Regions from separate parts of the Mus musculus genome. Here region 1 is linked to region 2. The links are chromatin contacts, called in public Hi-C maps. All regions are on one chromosome and are shown on one strand. Each heading gives the region's core, a stretch centred on a gene start, on an enhancer-like site or on the middle of the called end of the contact. The rest is flanking DNA. Distances are from core to core; before and after follow the strand shown.

The links. Hi-C and Micro-C count contacts between places; a contact is called where the count stands out from the background.
Region 1: a Hi-C map of the N1E-115 cell line shows a contact between it and region 2, with 5 times the contacts expected there. The contact joins the enhancer-like site here to the promoter of Tusc1 in region 2. A contact is called at or near these places in 9 of 39 promoter capture datasets (the 3T3-L1 cell line, 3T3-L1-derived adipocytes, the HPC-7 cell line and 5 more), 7 of 484 Hi-C or Micro-C datasets (the N1E-115 cell line, adipose-derived mesenchymal stem cells, cerebellar granule neurons and 3 more) and 2 of 115 datasets of contacts at active chromatin or transcription factors (astrocytes and embryonic limb bud).

Annotation. Positions count from the first base shown.
Region 1 is chr4:94,005,689-94,008,774 of GRCm38.p6, forward strand. No RefSeq gene overlaps it. Among named protein-coding and RNA genes, the nearest start is that of Gm32035, 140 kb to the left of the region's middle. Within about 2 kb of position 1,638, at least 14 of the 459 cell types and tissues checked have an H3K27ac peak or open chromatin away from gene starts, as enhancers often do. A contact at or near this core is called in the N1E-115 cell line, where this site is marked.
Region 2 is chr4:93,334,164-93,337,208 of GRCm38.p6, forward strand. Tusc1 (tumor suppressor candidate 1) reads right to left here and starts at 1,348. Exons shown (of 1, transcript NM_026954.1): 1 at 1-1,348. The coding sequence starts at 1,257. The coding sequence ends at 640.

The DNA.
Region 1 (3,086 bases), core at 388-2,887, 670 kb after region 2:
CTCTGTGTTTACTCATTATGGAAAAAAAATGGAAAGAAAAAAAGATGAGAGTCTCTCTGTGCTGCTAATAATACTCTTCTCGAGGCAGGTCGTTCTGTTTTTGGAAATCAGACTGAGGCAGTGGAGAGGCTACTGCAGTCAGCCTTGCTGTCTAGTGGGCTGGTGTGTGATGAAGGGTCTTAGTGAGATCATGTCTATTTCCTCTAGAAGCCCAGGACCCTGGCCTGGCCCCTGTGACTCACTAGGACTTTTGCAAGAACAGCCAGTCTTTTAGGAAGGCCCTCTTGCCTCTCTGGTTGGGTACTTCTGTGGTGATCTGGATGGTGTTCTTTCAGAAGTTGCCCTTCAGGTCAACTTCCCCTTCTCCAGGCATTTCGTTACTGTTTTATCTATCAAGAAAACCCAAATGATAAGCAGGCATTTTGAACTTTTAACAACACAAGGGCTAAAGGTATATATAGAGAGAGATTTAAAATGTCTTTTAAAATGTCTTTTCTGGGGGGGGGGGGGGGGGATTGCTATTAGCCTTTTCGGGTAAGGCTGAAAAGATGTTCTAAAATGTCCAATTTTTAACGACTGCAAGAAATGTAAAGATTAAGGAAAGGAGAAACCACAGTGATAGTTCAGTTAGAAAAGTGCTTGCCTTACAACCATAAAGGCCTGAGTGTGATCCTTAGAACTCCTATGAAAAGTCAGATGTCGTGGCTTGCATTATAATCCCAGTGCTGGGTGTATAGAGGCAGGTGAATACCTGGGCCTCACTCCATCCAGCCCAGCCTATTTGTTGAGTTCCAAGCTGGTATAAGAGAGTAGGTTTGCTTATTTGTTTTTCCTTCACTTTTCTTTTTTGTAATTGTTGTTCTTGTTCTTGATGCACTTGTGGCTGATGATGACACCTAAAGCCAAACACCCAATGCTATCCTCTGGCCTCCACACCTTTGTGCACACACATACACACACATGCACACAAACACAAATTAGGCAAGACGGAAAACCACTGACCATGTATGTACTTATGTCTGATCCACTATGTTGAGATACCATTTTCTATCATTCTGAACTACAATAACTCATCTATTCAAGGTTTCCTAGAGCCAGTCTGTTAGTCAGTGACAGAGTGAGTCTCACATGAGAGATGAGTTCACTGCTTACCTCTGCCGCCAGCTGATTTGATATTGCTCAACTTTTCTTGCAATCCTCTTCTTCTATAAGAAAAGGTGAACTCTCTCAACCTCTTAAACATGTCATAACAATTACATGGGATAAGTTGCGTATGGTTGTAATCCCAGAAAGGAAGTAAACATTTAACAAACATGTGTTTCCTGACATTAACCAAGTATTCCTGACTAAGAAGATGATATCAAAACTCAGTGCTGAAAATTGAGCATCCTTTAATGTTTAAAGGCACATATGCCAAACTGTGTATCCTAATTTACAAATGGAGCCAAGCTCCTTTTCCATCAGGAAACCAGAAGCACCAAGCATGTTCAGAAAACGCACAAAAGGAACACCACCTGATGTAGTCTGTGGTACGGCCTCACGGACCCTTCCTTTTTCTCAAAGCCAAACGTCCACATAACAGGCTGAAGGTGGCTGAGGCAGCCAAGGGCAGGGTTTTGTAATTCTCCGGTCAGCATAACCAGAACCTACCCTCTATGCATGCTGCCTTTATTTTCTCAGTTTCTTCCTTGGAGGTCAGGGACACTTAGGAGAGTTTTTTTTTATATAGTTTTCATTTTTTAAAAATGGCAACTGTGGTCAAAGCTACAAAACCAGGAATGAAAGAAAGAAATTGTTTCCCCGTGTCCTTTCAACTCCTCGCAGAGGACACTTCCAAATCCTGGGACTTGGTGAGGGCTTATTGTTTTAGGTAACACTGCCCTCTGTTGGAAAAGTGATGCACTTCTTTGTTAAAAGAGCAGGACTGGTAGTATCAGTGCAGAGGCATTAAAACAGATGGGAAGCTGTAACCTTCTTAGCTAAACATTCCAGCACCTGTCCCAACCAGTCAGAATAGAAAAAGAGAATCGAGTAACAGGACACACACACACACACACACACAATTAAATAATACAAACTCAACACAAAAACAGTCTTTCTAGACTGTTTTTAAAAGAAAATATATATACTTTCAATTAAAAGACGATTTAGCTTCTAACATTTTGTTTTAAAACTTTTAATTTTGACACTGCTCTCACTGTCAAGAGTGGTCAGGGCAGCTCATGGACTGCAAGATCTGGAAGGCTTTGAGGTAACATTTGCCCACAAAGAAACCCAGAAATAAGGCTCTGCTTTTTGGCTTAAAGAACTCAGATGCTTCTCAGAGTGTGACTGTCGTGGCAGTACCGAGGGTAGTCTAAGGAGGGACACCATGTGGCTCCCTTTGTCTCTCAAACTATTGATAAATGGACTCCCAAGAAATTAGAGTGTCCCCAGTAGTCTTACACAGAGAGAAGGAAAAGGCTGCAGTCTGGTACCAGCCAGAGAAGAAACTTATCTCTAGGAAAGGAATTTCACACAATTCTGGCAACTCATCAGGAGAATATGAAGTCCAGACAATGATGGACAGACAAGACTGTTTAAATGTGCATATCTTTTACACTCTACTTAAAACTAAACCTCATGTCAGGACTTCGAGGATAGAGGGGAGATGAAGAGGTGTCACTACACCTCTTTGTTTCTATTTTAATGTGGTCACATCGACTAAGTCACTGGTTTTCTCTGTTATTTGCCTATTACAGTATCCTACTACAGTCAGATGGGTGAGTATAGCTTGCAAGGGATTCCAGGGTCCATTTGCTGACCATAGCAACAACCAAAATGAAAAAGAAAAAAAAAACATGAGATTTAAACATGCTATAATTATCTAATGGTGTCACCCTGGTATCTTATATATTAGATTTTTAAAATTTTTTTACAGAAAGCATTTAGTTACTGAGAGTAACTCTAAGAAAGAAAAAAAAAACCCATTATTCCGTTCCAAACTCAGGTTCTTTACCATCTCTAAGAAAAAGGTAAAATGCATATTTTCAAGTACAAAGAAAATGAGTTGAAAGGTTTTAACCATGGAATAATACAGTGGAATT
Region 2 (3,045 bases), core at 98-2,597:
TTATCAGCTCAAATCATCACCTGTCAGAAGATACTCTAAAAAGATCTCTGGAGGCCAACACACGAGAATATATTAAACATATGTGGATTGGAATGACGGGCAATTATAAATATTTTTTTCTTTATAAAAAGGTAGTACTTCATGGGCTATCCAAGTCAGCAATTTACAAAACACACTTAAAAGGTGGGTTGTATAAGAGAAAAGAGCAGAGTTTTTGGACAGTAGAATGAACAGGCATCACCAATCAAATACACTATTCATCCTTCAAAGCATCAAAGATGGGGGGGGGGGGAGGGGTGGCAAAAAAACTGGTCCTCACAACACTTTGAAAACTTCAAGAATTTAGGAGGTGCGACCAGGCACCCAGTTCTTGCTGCTTTAAAGCAGGTCTTAGAGTTGTTGGACCCCTCTCAACACACCAGCAGTGTACTTGGCAGTTGCTTTGCACAAGTGGGAACTGGGAAACTCTTGCTTCTCTTTCTCCATCAGGCCAACGGATTTGGCGCCTGGAAGTGCCCTTGGGTGGGGCTGGAGTTCAGGAGCTCAGGACTTCAAACTTCCGCGTGCTGAGAGGGGCGGAGCCCGGAGTACTACGGAGGCGGGGCGCGCGCAGGTCCCACCTCCCTCCGTGCCCTCGGACTACAGCCAGGGCCTCGGAACGTCCGGATCATGGGCGCACAGGCCGGTGGCAGTTTCTTGGAGCGGTGGCTCCTCGATGGCTCCCGGCGGGCGCGCGCCCTGCTGCTCTAGGTGCAGCTGCAGGAGCGCTCGGCGGTACATGACCTCCAGCTTCTCTAGCCGGGCCCGCAGCGCCCTGGGGCTGCCCGGCTCCTCCTCACGGCCATGGCCTCTCGCCTTGCGGTTGGTGGCGGGCTCGTCCGGGGCGAGGGTCTCGACGGCGGCCTCCCGCTCGCCGCTGTCGCCCGGCAGCCGCAGAGCCTGGCGGAAGAGGCTGCGGTTCTCGCGCCTGAGCCGACGGTTCTCCAGCCTCAGGCGGGCGTTCTCCTCGCGCAGCCGCGCGTTCTGCCGGTCCCGCTCGTCCCGCGCGCGCAGGGCCTCCAGGTGGCTGGCCGCCAGGTCGGCGAAGCGCTCCTCCAGCTGTCGCCGGGCCCCGCCCGCGCGGCCTCGCCAGCCCACGCCGCCACCGCCACCGCCGCCCTCACGGGCCCGGCCCAGGCGGCCCGACTCGCCGCGGCTCCCGCCGCCTTCCCCGCCGCAGCTCCCGCGCCGGGTGGCGCCACCACGCATGCGCCACATCGGTCCGGTCTGGTCGCGCCGCCAGTCCGTGGCCCGAGGGGCCGCGCGCGGGGCGCGGGCGGACTTGGGGCCTGGCTGGGCGCTCGGTCGCGGGCGGAGGAAGAAAGGTGGCAGGCGGTGCTGGCGGCAGGCCAGAGGAGGCCGGGAGTTGGCCCGAGCTGAGGCGTGTCCTTGTCTCTCGCGGCTGAGCGGGCCCCCTGGGCCTGCGGTCGCTGGTCGCCTCACACACGACGCCCCTGGGGAGCGCTCTGCTGCTCAGCCCTGTGTCCGTGCCCGGAAAGCCTTGTCCTCTGCTGGGTGCCGGGTGCCCACCGCTTCCCCGCGGGCCTGGGCACTGCGGGAACACTCCCGCCTTGCCCTGCTCCCCAGCACAGCCTCCAGTGCATACTTTGCGACTTACATGGCAGTCTAGAAACAAAATGAGTTTTGAGACTGCTGGAGAGCTCATTGCGTTTATAGCGTTTGAAACCTATTTGAAACCACGCCCATGTTTAAGAAACACAAAACTTTATTGGGCTGCACCTGCCATGAGGCTCTCTGACTCCAACAGGTAGCACTCCAAATACTGGAGAATTTATGTGTTGAAACTTTACTGGGTCACATCTCAGGGCAGTTCTTAAAATTTATAAACTATAGTTTTATTTATTTGAGATACAGAATATTCAGATGTTTCCAAACAATCTGGAGACGGTTGGATACATACGTTTATGTGAAGCACATTGCTATTTTTTCCTAAGGATCTCAACCTACATAGGCCCCGAATGATGGCAAAGAAAATACATGTTAGTTAGAATCTGTGTTTCAGACAAGGTTCTGTTTAATTTTTAGGTACCACGTGATCTACAAAACTACCACACCAAGGAAATGGACAGGTAGTGCCTAGGAGTACTGTGGTTCAAATTAATTAGAAAAACCAACACTCAGTTATTGTTCTTTAATTTTTCCAGCTAAAATACTAAAATACCACAAATTCAGTTCTAAACAGTCATTTCATTAAATCAGTAACAAAGATATTTCAGAATTTAAGTGAGTTTAGTTTAAGAAAAGGTTGTCATTCTTAATTTACATTAAAATGTAAATTTTAGGCTGTAAACATTGGAGACAGAACCTGACTTCTCTATAGACTACAGAACCAAGAATATGTTGTTAGCATATCCAGACATTGTAGAAGGATGGAATGGTAGTTTGCTAGGAAAGATGATTTGCTCTGGGATTTAGACATGGCAACTCTTTTAAGAGTCTGAATACCTGCATACATCATGATAAAATTATAACAAGAATGTATCACTGTCTACATGCTATAAATTAGGTACCAGCCCATTTTTATTAGCGTTCTTCCTTTTATGTCATTTATAAAACTAGTATTTGCGGTGGTGATGCACGCCTTTAATCCCAGCACTTGGGAGGCAGAGGCAGGCAGATTTCCAGTTAGAGGCCAGCCTGGTCTACAAAGAGAGTACCAGGACAGCCAGGGCTATAGAGAGAAACCCTGTCTCGAAAGAAAACAAAACAAAACAAAACAAAAACCTAGAATTTTACTCGTTTCAAGTTTCAGGTTGTGCTGTTTCTCTTGAATAGTATCTTACAATCAAATGCTTCATTGTCTTTTAATGTTTTACTAAAGAAAATTGGCCCTAGTTGAATGGAAAAGTAGGCCTCTGTGATCTCTGCTTTAGACCACACTTAACTTCTGAATGCTTCTGACTTGGTAATAAAGTAATGCTAAATGTCCTATTAAGCAGATACAACTGATGATAGAGAATCCCAGTTTATATTGCTAGTCTATGT